Regions from separate parts of the Mus musculus genome. Here region 1 is linked to region 2. The links are chromatin contacts, called in public HiChIP or PLAC-seq maps. All regions are on one chromosome and are shown on one strand. Each heading gives the region's core, a stretch centred on a gene start, on an enhancer-like site or on the middle of the called end of the contact. The rest is flanking DNA. Distances are from core to core; before and after follow the strand shown. Region 1 overlaps Gm45958 (a long non-coding RNA gene). Region 2 holds the start of Fn1 (fibronectin 1).

Region 1 (6,129 bases), core at 2,609-5,108, 180 kb before region 2:
AGCGGCTGCATTGAGAGCACCCCAGGAAATGTTAGTGCTTTTTTAGTGGCTTCCTTGGAGAGGCAGTTCTGGGTGGTCTTTGCAGTCAGCAATCAGCTGTGAGCCTGGTGCTCATGACTATAATGGGTGAACCAGTTTGCGACCCTTGTGAGACCATTGTGGGAGGTTTATGGCATAACCGTGACCACTTTGACATACTCTTTGTTTGCTTCTGTGACAGAATTTATGTCCCCTCTCTCAGTTCTAAGTGTTGGCTTTAAAGACTTTGGGATGTTATGTTGATTGGAAAACACAGGTCTGCAGGTAATGCTAGTCTGCTGGTTGTCCGTTCATTACCTTTACATAGCTCAGTAAGAATAACCTGGAATCTCAAGCTTTTGGGATACCTAACTATTCTGCTGCATTCTGAAAGCACTACAAAATTATATGTTTGACCATGTGTCAGGGACTGTTGGCTGACACTCAGTATCAATTTCTTTTTTCTACCCTTGTATAAAAATGGGTATTTTATTTATGGTGGCAAGGACTCCACCCAAAAGACTATGCATCCCAACACCCCTCTTTATTGTCACAGTGATAATGTATAAGCGAATAAGATTCAAGTTTTAGATATTGAATTCCAAGGCCTCTCAGAAGGCATGCCTGTGCTAGATGACTTACCTGGGAGCCTTCTCTGTTACCTCATTATCTTTTCTGATGCTCTGACTGCAGAAAGATGTTGGCCGTTCTGCCTTGTCATGATACCTTCAGGACCGATGCTTTAGTATTGTAAGGATGGGATCAAATGGTAGAAAAGGTCTATGTTTATCATCTGTGAAGCCTCCAGACTAGTTCCAGATGCACTTTCTACCTCTACCTCTCTGGGGAGAAGTGGTGTACATAAAGCATTGCTTCTGTGGTGGCTTTGCTGCGTGTGGTCACCTACTCCATGCAGGCCACATGTTGTGATCATCATTTAGAAAGCACAGCTTGGGAAATCACTGGAAAATCATTACTGTCATATTTGTACATACATGCAGTTAGATAGGGAGAAATATTTAAATAATAAGTCTAGGCAATCATGAAAAAGACATTCATTAGATGATCCATTGTTAAGTGGACTGATCCTTAAGGCTCTGGAAGGTCTACCTTTGGCTAAAGTGTTAGGGATAGATCTTAATAAATAGGATTTAAACATAGCAGGTAAAGAATGAAGACATAAAAGCAATGAGAAAACTGGGAGTGTGGAAAAATAAAAAATAAAAAAGGCCAGATACCTTCTGAAGCCATGGCAAACTTGACTGTGTGGTTGTGGTGGTTTGAATAGGTATGGCCTCCATAGACTCATGTGTTTGAATGCCAGGCCCATAGGGAGTGGCACTGTGAGTAGGTGTGGCCTTGTTGGAGGAAGTATGTCACTGTGGGGGTGAGCTTTGAGGTCTTATATATGTTCCAGCTCTGCCCAGTGTGGTGTACAATCTTCTTTTGCTGCCTGCAGATCAAGGTGTAGAACTCTTAGCTCCCTTCTCCAGCACCATGTCTGCCTGCTTCCATGCTTCCCACCAAGATGATAATGGACTGAACCTGTGAAACTGTAAGCCAACCCCAATTAAATGTTTTCCATTACAAGAGTTGCCATGGTCATGGTGTCTCTTCACAACAACAGAACCCTAACTAAGACAGTGTGGAAGCAGTGGAAGACTCAGCCAGGATTCTCCAGAAATTTCTAACGTATGTTACTATTTTCTGTTATTCATTCTAGATGATGTTTCAAGGGACTGTCCAGTCTCTTCACACTGCATTGAGAAGTTCTGTTTCTGTTATGGCCCATCCCTTTCTAGGAAGTGCTTTGTGGAGCTCTGTGCCTCCCTCTGCACAATTAGGGACATTCTCATGAGGGAGGCTAGTTTGTTGGCTGTTAGACAACATGTAGCTGGTGTACAGCCGTTTGAGCATTGGCATCCAGCCTCCAACATGAAGGAGGTCGGTCACTGAAGATACTAATATTGAAAAGTAACCCAGTTCTCAGCCCCCATGAAGACCATGCTCTCTGCATCTCATAAAAGTTCAGGACTATCTTAGTTCATTTATTGTTGTTGCTGCTGTGATGAGACACTGTGACCAAGGCAGCTTATAGAAGAATTTATTTGGTTTCAGGTTCCAGAGGGTCCAGTGAGTTTATGATGACAGCTGAAATCTCTTATCTTGATCCACAACCAGGAGGGTAAGAGAGACACTGGGATTGGTAAAAAGTCCGTTGAAGCCTCAAAGCCCACTCGCAGTGCCACACCTCCTCCAACAAGGCTACACCTCCTCTAACAAGACCACACCTTCTCCAACAAGGCCACACATCCAACAAAGCCACACCTCCTAATCTTTCCCAAACAGTTCCATCAAATGGAGAAGAAATATTGAAATACATGTTTCTGCAGGACCATTCTCATTCAAACTTCCACAAGGATCTTCTGACACTACATTTCGCTTCAGTTTCCTCATAACCCACTACACTTATTTATTGTAATGGGACAAGTTGTCTCAGACTCCTGGAATGACATGTCTACTTGCATATGGCATAAAGTTCATAAAGGAATTGCTTTTCTATTCTTTTAAAGATTATTTTTGTTGTTTTAATCATGTGTATGTGTGTGGGTGCATGCACATGAACGCAAATGCCCACAGAGATCAGAGGTGTCAGGGTTTCCTGGGGCTGGGATTACAGGCAGTTGTAAGCCACATGATGCGAGTGCTGGGACTGGAACTCTGGTCCTCAAGAAGAGCAATATGTGCTCTTAGCCACTGAGCCATTTCTCCAGCCCCAGGAATTGTCTTCCTTTAAACAGAATTCTAATATTTATTTAGTGAATGTGTGCCCATGTATAAGCACGTATTGGCCACAGCATAAGTATGCGGGTCAAAGAACAATTTACCTACTACCGGAAAACAGAATCTCAAGTCATCAGGCTTGGTGGCGAGAGCTGTTACCCACTGAGCTATCTTACTGGCCAAAGGAATTGCTTTGAATGTTGACAGAAGTAGTTCTGCTATCGATATTTGTCACTGTGATGGCTAATATTGATTGTCAATTTGATTGAGTCTGGAATCACCTAAAGAGACACCCCTCTGAGATGCTGGTGGTATTTCCGGGAAGGATAAACTGACAGAGAAAGAGTTTCCCAGAATGCTCAGCACCGGCTAACAGTGACCCGGATGTAAAGAAGTCCAAGGGACAAGCAGCGCTGCGGTGAAACCTTTGTTGGCAGCACACAGATGGCAGGCAGCAATGCTTGAGTCTGCCGCTTTGTGTTTGCAGCTGGCCTCTCCTCGAGTCTTCCATGGCCCCCTTTCCTGGCTGCTCACTCATCAGAGGGCACGTCCTTAATGTGCGGCGCTGACAAGGCATTTCAGTCCTGCAGCTAATTAAAATCACTCTTCGGCTCTGTGTGACGGGTCCTTCAGACTCATAAATCAGAAGTTACTAACGATGTGCCTTTTCTTTCTCCTTGTCATTTATTAACAAGTTGATTGCTTTCCTCATGTGTACCCCTCCCTCTCACCCCTTCCCCTCAATAAAAATACCGGTTAAATAAATAAAACTACTGAAGAAAATGTCTGGTGCATTTTTGGCTTTCTGAGCCAGCAATACACAAACAGAAATACAAAAGTGGGGGGAAAAAAACCAACCAACCAACCAACAACAAAAACCATCCAAACAAACAAACAAACAAACAAACCCAACCCAACCCCGCTTTACTCTCTGTTCAAGAACGAACATAAGAAACCAGCTTGGGGTGAAAAATAAAACCAGTGATCTATCCGTTTCAGACCCGTGAGTCATTCCTGGGCGGAACTGAGACAGAGTTACCTGGGGAATGCAAACACAGCCTGGCCAAAGTCCAAACATCCCAGTGACCAAACAGAGGGATCCCCAGGAAAGAAGAGCCGGGAAGCAAAGCTCTTGACAGCATCAACGCTGGTGAAAAATGGCCTTGGAGATTTTTCATTAAGGATATCTGAAACCACAGTTCTTATCGCGCGTCGCTCCCCCTTTCTTAGTTGGGGCCACAGACTGTCTGTTCCCTCCAGTTTTATCCCATGCTAGAGGCACGCTGTGTTCTTGAAGGTCAGATCTGGTGGGGTGGATGGGTTAGGTTACCGTTCTCAGCTGGTGAAAAAAGGGAAGCTTCGAAGCTGTCCGTTCTCTCCTAAGAGCAACACGCAGCAAAAAATAACGCTTAAATTCATACTACTGATGGCGGCGGCGAAATGGGATAATTAAAAACAGCAACTTTGAATAAATCTAATCATTAGCGGCCGTAAAGGATGCACTAGAAGAATCTGAGGAAAGGTTGACTTGTGCCCACAGTCGACCCGGTCCTTAGAGGGCTTTTCTTGCCAGACCCTGCAATGGCTGGTTCCTCAAACACTAATTCCCCATTGCCCCAGTTCTGTTCCCTGAGAGAGTTTTTTTGAAGAGAAGAAACAGTCTTTTACTTATTTTGTAGTTGCCAGATACAATAACTCAAAATCAAAATGAAAAATTCTGCTTGGTTATAGCATGCGAGCAAAGACACTTAAATTTTGAAATCTAATAGTTAAGCTGTAGTTGGGGGGCAATATGCTTTAAGCTGCCATGGAAATGATTTTTTAAACATTTTCTTTCTTTTTTAAAGATTTATTTATTATATGTATGTATGTGAGTACACTGTCACCGTCTTTGGACACACCAGAAGATGGCATCGGATGCCCATTACAGATGGTTGTGAGCCACCATGTGGTTGCTGGGAATTGAACTCAGGACCTCTGGAAAAGCAGTCAGTGCTCTTAACCGCTGAGCCATCTCTCCAGCTCCACGGAAATGATTTTTTAAAAAGTAGCAATGAAAGTAAAAGAAAGCATGAAGAAATAAAATTAAGAAATGCTTTTTCAAAATCGCAGAGCATAGCCTTAAGTGTCTTTACTAGAAGGAAGCATGCTATAATATCATGTTTCATGTCAGGAATGTACTCAAAGTACCTGAGTCTATACCCTGGATTACTGAGAAAAGGGGCTGTATTAACTCTTTCTTAATGGGGAACAGTTAAACATAAATACTTAAAATGCTTTGCCCAGATGTCTAGCTGCATGGGTAATGAAAATGGGGTACAATAACACACTGGAGTCTCATTCAGCTATGAAGAAAAGGAAATAACCCCAAAAGTGCTGTATTGAGCAAGGTGATCCAGACTCAGACAGACATCACATCTATTCTTTCCTCATAGGTCCTACCTCTCAATGTATGTGTACAATGAGCACAGGCCAGCAAGCTGGGGAGGAGAGCACAAGAGAAGAGAGAGATGTTGAGGCAGAGGGGCAGACAAGATGGACATGGGACATGAAAGCAGAAAGGATGGGTGAATAAAAGAAGGGGTGTTGGGTGGCAGGGAGGGGGAGACACGAGGGAACATGTTGGAAAGGTGCCATAGTGAAACCCAATTTTATGTATGTTAAATAAACAGGTTTATTTTTTAAGTGTCTTTACAAAGATTTATACTGTAACATTAAGCTAGGCAATGCAAGTAGCCTCCAGACCCGGGTGACAAAAAATCCAAAGATTAACTTTTGTTCATGCTGCATGTTCACTGTCCTCGAAACACCATCAATAATATTGACATGAAAACTGGACTGGATCCCGAATTCATGTAGTTTCCTTTAGTATCTGGTGGCAACTCTCAGGCGCCTGTGTTTTCTTATTGGTTACACAGGTTCTTGTCAGACTTTAGTTCCGTATATCAGGTTTGATTTTTCTACGTGATTCCCTATTCATACTTCATACCGATTGCCTGTCAGAGTCCTCAGAACCACAACTTGTGACAAAATGATGTTGGTCCAGGGTTTTAAGATGATAGCCAACGCCTGAAAAACAGATAAAACTGAACTTAACCAAATCCAGGCAGATGGCCCAAGAGTCACTTTTAAATGTGGCCCAATGGGTCTTGATATTGTTGATATTCTTCCCACTATTGGATCAGACCAACTGTCTCTGAGAAACAAGAGCAATGTCCCAATTAGTGAAGTGGAGGAGAACTTCCCCATGCCAAGATGGCGTTACTAAGGTCAAGCTCAGAGGAAGAGGATGTCATGCTTTCATATTTGAGATAGGAGCTAATCAAA
Region 2 (6,207 bases), core at 3,651-6,150:
TGTGTGACGTCTCTTAGATGGTTAGTCTCATGTTGGCCATGACATCTTCCCATATCCTGTAGTCAATTAACTGCTTTATGGGTGCTTTTGTTGCAAAAGAGAGAGTTCGAAGTGATACACCATTTCTTTAAGACTGGTGACTTAGAAAATGCCATTCTAGAGATTTTCTGAGCCATAGATTCTCGTTTGTCAGGACAATGGGATGTTCCTGAGAATTCTCGGTGGGGGCTGGTGCCATAGCTTGGTCCTGAGAGCACATGATTAGCATGCTTCAGGCTCTGGGTTCCATTCCTAACTCTGCGGTGAAAGGAGACAGCTGTTGATGGGCGAGTGAGGAATTTCGTATGCAGGTTGTTAGCAAGTCACACAGCTTAGATCGGTGTTTAAGAAAATCTACTTATTTATTTTTTCCTATCGAGCTATTGAAATGGTATGATTCTTTGCCTGGGAACAATGTGTTCCTTTTTCATGTTTTAAACAGTGATTTTTAAATGTCCATTCCATGTAAGTAAAATTTTCATAGCTAATAAAACAATATATTGCATTAACCTAGTTTGTGATTCAGTGTAAATTTTGAGAGAACTATATTTTTGCCATCATCTTTACAATTCAGTTGGATGTGACCTTAATTTGTCACCACTAATTAGGCGCAAAGAATGACTACTGACACCTCTATCACAATAGTCTATTATTGGCATACATCTTTACTTAAAGCATAATACTCATGGTCATTTTTTTGCAACTTCATGATCAGTTGCATACGAGAAATCTGTAATACGTGGTGATTAAGAAAATGAAAATAATTTAAATATGAAAAAAATCTTTCAAGTTTTTTTTTTTCTCCTTTTACGTCAACCTTCCAAAACAAATTGCCAACAGAACAAAATTGGGTTTAAAATCATGTTGCCAACATAAGATAAAGTCAAACTGGAGAAAGAATCAACAATAAATATAAAGATTTCCCAACCACATGCTGCCAGTCTTGGGAAGTAGAGACAGCCTGGTGAAGTGGTCCAGTTGCACAGAAGTTCTTTCCGTTTTACTAGATGAAGTGGACTCCTTTGCAAAGCCTTCGGGAGTTACGTCATTCTAATGAGAGAAGAGTATTCCCGTTAAGGAGCAAAAGGCATGGATTAAGGCTTTTTAAAGTGCTGATTTTTTTAAAAAGCATCTTCAAATATAAATAAAATGCTTATTAAGTTAAAATTAGCCAGCTTTCACAGCATAATTTAAAACCGTTATCAAACATTTGCTCCCTAGTTGCCAGCTTCTTCCTGTCAAGTCTGGACAAACTGCTCAGACTCTCTCTCCACACGGCCTACCCACGGGGCAGCTAATGCTTTTTCTACACCTGTGCTAAATGAGCAGCAGTTTTGCAAACGTGGCTGTTTTAAGGAGAAAAAGAAGGAAGGATTTCATGCAAAGACAAAAACAAAACAACAGCAAACTATGTCCCTCTCCAAACCCTAAAAACCAAAATAAACAAAACAATTGTAATCTATCTCCGTCCAACTCAACGATAGAAAAATCAGGACATTTATAAACACGCTACACGGTCCGGTGGCTGAAAGTTTTAAGGTCACCCAGCCAAAGACTTCCCCTGGCAGGACTCAGAGATTAATAGGAGGATAAAGGCCAAAGATTTTCAGGAAAAAAAAAAAAAAAAAAAAAAAAAAACCCAGCCACTGTCACCCAATTGTATTCTTTGAAGTCCAGATGTTCTTATCAGGAGTTCCCCTCCCCCAGTAGGCAAGCAATTTGGTCAGTAGGGATATTGCCTATAATGTTTATTAGTCTTAAAAAAAAAAAAACAACAACCGCCAAATGCTTAGAACATAAAACTTTACCCTTAAAGCTTATCCCGTGAGCTGTTTCTATTTCAGTCCTGAGTGAGTGGGTCTAATAAATTATCTTTGCTCTTCACCCAACTACGACTTTAACTCAAAAGAAGTCAAACCAGCTCAAGCTCTCTACCACACACACTCTTGACCGTCTCCCTCCGACAGCCAACATCTGAAGAACGTACCCCACAGATGTATGCGTTCTCTTTTCCCCAGTGAAATTTTAAGTTGTCAGAAACTCACTGGGGAAATCCTGCCATCCTGGCAATTACAGGGGGAAGCAAGGCAAGGCATGGTCCTTCATGCTTAGATGTGTCTTGGTCACATTTATACCGCCACACACAGACAGCTAGTGCCCCCAAGGAGCTGATGGGCAAAGAGAAGCCACCAGTATACTGAATTCAGGCCAACTTCCTCCTAGAAAAACTAAGAAATGAGGATGCTCTGTTGTTGCAATTTAGGATTAGGTCTTTGAAATAAAACCAGAGAATGCTAAAAGTACTACAAACAAAAGAATCAAACAAACAAAACAAAACAATCCCTCCAAAACAAACCAACAACAGTAGCAACAACAAAAACACCCAAAACAAAAACCCAAGAGTTTGGTGAGGTATAATTTCAACTGATTCCCTAGAATTAGAGTTACAGATGGTTGTGGGTGGTCATGGTCATGTGGTTGCTGGGAACAGAACCTGGGTCCCCTGGAAGAGCAGCCTGTGCTCTAACCATTGAGTCATCTCTCCAGCTCCCTGACCCCCAACTGTAGTCTTTAAGATTTCATTACCTCTGAGTTAGAGATAATCGACTTGAATTGGAAGAGATCTGGATGGGGGAAGGCTACCGTAGCAGGGCCAGTTTACCTTAATTAAGAAAATATCTCCATGTCCCAAATCAAAACCAAAACACAACTTTCAAGTCAAAGCATTCCTATAAAATTCAGCCAAATATTTCTGCTTGTGGGCCACCAGAGACATTTTCTATGGGACTGAAAGAGAAAACTTTCTTCTGAAATGTAAAGTGGGTTCCCCACAAACCTTTCCAATAAGTATATTATTTTAAAGTATTTTGAGTACGGTAAATACACCAAACTATCATATTTTTGTGACAAAATTCTTTTCTAACCACTTATTTCCTTCCTCCAGAATCTACCATATTTGTGGAAAGCCTTCCCTTCGGGTTTATCTAGCAAGCATCCTGATTTCCAGGTATCCTTCTCCCCCCCTGGAGAGAGCACTTCCCAGAAGTTCACTGTTTTACAAGGAGCCCTTTTATATCTGAAAGAGAAAACCGTTTTGTCAAGGGATGATGAGAAATTCCAAAAAAACTAACTCAGACGGGATTCTAAATTTGGGGGAATGTATGGCACTGGTTCAACCCTGAGTGTTGGTCACAAAGATTCTTGACTTATTTTACACTGCTTGTAAGAAACTGGTATTTGCTGTGGGTTTTTTTTGTGTGTGTGTGTGTGTGTGTTTGTTTTGTTTTTAGTTCTTTACATCAATAAAGATAAATGTTAATTTTGTGTCTTTAATGTGTTGAGGATTTTATAAAGCACACAAATTCAAATTATCCAAGAACCTGGTACAAACAACATATTTTGCTAGCTAGTAGCTTTAATATGTTCTCAAAGCAAAGGAGACCATGCGCCTAACCGAGGGAGAAAGCCAAGTTTGGGGTTCGGATCTGCTACTCTGAAAATAGTGGGCTTCTTGAAGGTCTTTTTGAAGCCCTACCAAAGCAACTGGGCTTGTGTGTGTCTGAAAGGTTAAAAAAAAAAAAAAAAAAAAGACCAACGTGTTAGAGCTGCTGGCTTCAGGGGGACGTCTCCTATTCCCTTTTCAACTTCAGTAGTGTAGGAAGTCCAGAGAATTTTCAGTGGAACTTTATACATTCTTGGAGCAGATAACAATTGAAATATAAAAAATCTGGCAGCGGGGGAGGGGTGGATAGTGGAATTCTGCCATGACTGCGAAGTCTGAAAATAAAATAAAATAAAATAAAATAAACGCCCGGACACATGCAAGGGGATTCGGGGTAAAGTCTGGAGGGAGGCAAGACATTAAATCTTTGTACCCATCCTCACCCCAACTCCCCCTTCAGAGGCCACCTAGGTTTGAGTGCAGATGGCCCAGTGAACGTGGCATGGACGGGAAGGGTCCCCCCGCCCCCCTTCATCAGCCAGTTCAACTTTTCCCCTTCTTAAGCTGTTCACTACTGCCCTTTTAAAAGAAACGGGCACCCCATCCCCAGGAAAGGAAAACTGTGCTTCACGACTTAGAAAAGAAACTTTCTGTTGCTTCCTCTTAGAGAGAAACTTGGTCCTGTGAGTTTCTCTGGAATCTGTAGAGCGCCGCGCGGAACCGAGGGCTGTGGAAGCTCAGGGAAGGGGGTCACCTCTGCCACGCGCTCACTCTCTCCCAGGCTCTTCCTTGAAACCTGGCAGGTACTGCGTGGAGAAACCGAGGTCTGAGCCTACCTAACACCATAAAGGCAAAGATAGGGGACCCTAGGCGGCGCCCAGGACCCAGGAAAAGCACCCAGAAGGAGCCGCCCCGCCCCGGGGCTGCAAAAGTGAAGTTTGGATTCCTACAGGGACAAGGTGGTGGCCACTTTATGACTTTTTCCCTTCCCACAAAATACACTCTGGTGTGCACAGACTTTTCTCAGAGGTGACGCAATGTTCTCAAACACCACCACAGCCACCAATTTAAAAAAAAAAAAGTTAAGAGATGAGGGGGGTAAGCCTTACCACCCCAGGCTTCCTTAGGCTCCAGCCCCTCCCTCCCTTTCCTTCGAGTCTACATCACTTTACAGCCGTTTCCCATCCCTACCCCCAATCCTCCTCCCAAAAGTTTGACGACCGCAAAGGAAACCAGAAAGGGGAAAAAAGTTCTCTAGTCCCAGACCTGGCGGGAGATCAGCATCTCTTTTGTTCGGGGCGAACCCACCGTACCCCGTGACGTCACCCGGACTCTGGGCCAATAGGCGCGCGGTCGGCGGCGGCTGCGGCGGCAGGAGGGGCGGGAGGAGTCGGACCGGACCCTCCTCCCCGGCGCGCAGGGCCTCGTGGGGGGCGGGAAGGTACTGTCCCATATAAGCCTCTGCTCTTGGGGCTCAACCGCTCGCACCCGCTGCGCTGCACAGGGGGAGAAAAGGAGCCCAGGGTGTGAGCCGGACAACTTCTGGTCCTCTCCTTCCATCTCCTTACCGGCGTCCCCACCTCAGGACTTTTCCCGCAGGCTGCGAGGGGACCCACAGTTCGTGGCCACTTGCCTCCTGGGGAGGGCGACTCTCCTCCCATCCACTCAAGATGCTCAGGGGTCCGGGACCCGGGCGGCTGCTGCTGCTGGCAGTCCTGTGCCTGGGGACCTCGGTGCGCTGCACCGAAGCCGGGAAGAGCAAGAGGCAGGCTCAGCAAATCGTGCAGCCTCAATCCCCGGTGGCTGTCAGTCAGAGCAAGCGTGAGTACCGACAGTCTGGTTCAAACCGGCCGGCGGCAGGGATGGGTTGGTCCTCAAGCGCCCGCTCAAGTTGTGGCTAAAGTTTTTGCGCGCGTGCGTGGCTGTGCGAACGTGTGTGAGTGCGCGCTTTATCGAGGGAAACCAGCTGTGGACACAAAAGGCTTAGGTCTGAACAGGCTGGTTGCTGGTGAAGTGGAGGTAGGGACCGTCTGTTCTTCCCCTCAAGTGCGCTAACAAATTCTACACCTTCAGTTCGCCCTTCCAGGAACCAAAACGTGTGAAAGAGAAAAGAGACACGAACTTACAAATTTTACATCAGAGATTATTGTGGTTCCCCTGATCCTTATTTTCTTTATCAGCAAATAGCTGGTTAAATATTTAACACGGGGAGGAGGTGAGACTATCTAAATAGGTAGTTTCTTACCAACTTGAAAGAGATGTTAGTTGGCTCAGTGCTTTGGGGGGGGGGGGGTAGCCTAGGATTCTTTCCCCAAGAGCAAGGATAGCCATTTCTCTTCCAGTTTTTCAGAGACACACTCTTCCTTTATCTTGGGCTAGAGGAAAATTTAAAAGTTCTCCCTCCTTTTTTTCTTTTTCTTTTCTTTTCTTTTCTTTTCTTTTTTTTTTCTTTTTTTTTTTTTTTTTTTTTTTTTGCCATGATCTCACACTGTAGCCTAAGCTAGCCTGGCATTCTCCTGTGTTGTCCAGGCTTGTGTGTTCAACTTGGGAGCAATTCTTCTGCCTCAGTTTCTACAGAGCTGGGGTTATTGGCATAGTCATCAAGACACCCAACTTAAGTTTTCTTTCTTGTCTTTTTGTTGTTGTTGTTAAGAGTATTGAAGCCCTCAGGATTTAAAAGTAATTTCTATTTCTGGCCTCTCAGAGTGTTTCAAGTCTGCTGAGGT

Evidence for each region. HiChIP or PLAC-seq counts read pairs in DNA pulled down with a chosen protein or histone mark.
Region 1: a contact with region 2 is called in a FOXA1 HiChIP or PLAC-seq map of pancreatic cancer cells. The contact joins the enhancer-like site here to the promoter of Fn1 in region 2. A contact is called at or near these places in 1 of 39 promoter capture datasets (frontonasal cranial neural crest), 1 of 15 datasets of contacts at CTCF or cohesin (the NIH/3T3 cell line), 5 of 484 Hi-C or Micro-C datasets (nephron progenitors and uterus), 7 of 115 datasets of contacts at active chromatin or transcription factors (the NIH/3T3 cell line, cardiomyocytes, embryonic forebrain and 4 more) and 2 of 9 other capture datasets (adipose tissue and liver).

The regions. Positions count from the first base shown.
Region 1 is chr1:71,835,175-71,841,303 of GRCm38.p6, reverse strand. Gm45958 (a long non-coding RNA gene) reads right to left here. Exons shown (of 3, transcript XR_001778963.1): 3 at 5,459-5,871. Among named protein-coding and RNA genes, the nearest start is that of Gm45958, 15 kb to the right of the region's middle. Within about 2 kb of position 3,858, at least 71 of the 459 cell types and tissues checked have an H3K27ac peak or open chromatin away from gene starts, as enhancers often do. A contact at or near this core is called in embryonic forebrain, embryonic limb bud, liver and 2 more, where this site is marked.
Region 2 is chr1:71,651,927-71,658,133 of GRCm38.p6, reverse strand. Fn1 (fibronectin 1) reads left to right here and starts at 4,900. Exons shown (of 46, transcript NM_010233.2): 1 at 4,900-5,302. The coding sequence starts at 5,152. It overlaps Apol7d (apolipoprotein L 7d), which reads right to left and starts at 4,799. Exons shown (of 4, transcript NR_040308.1): 1 at 4,748-4,799; 2 at 968-1,089.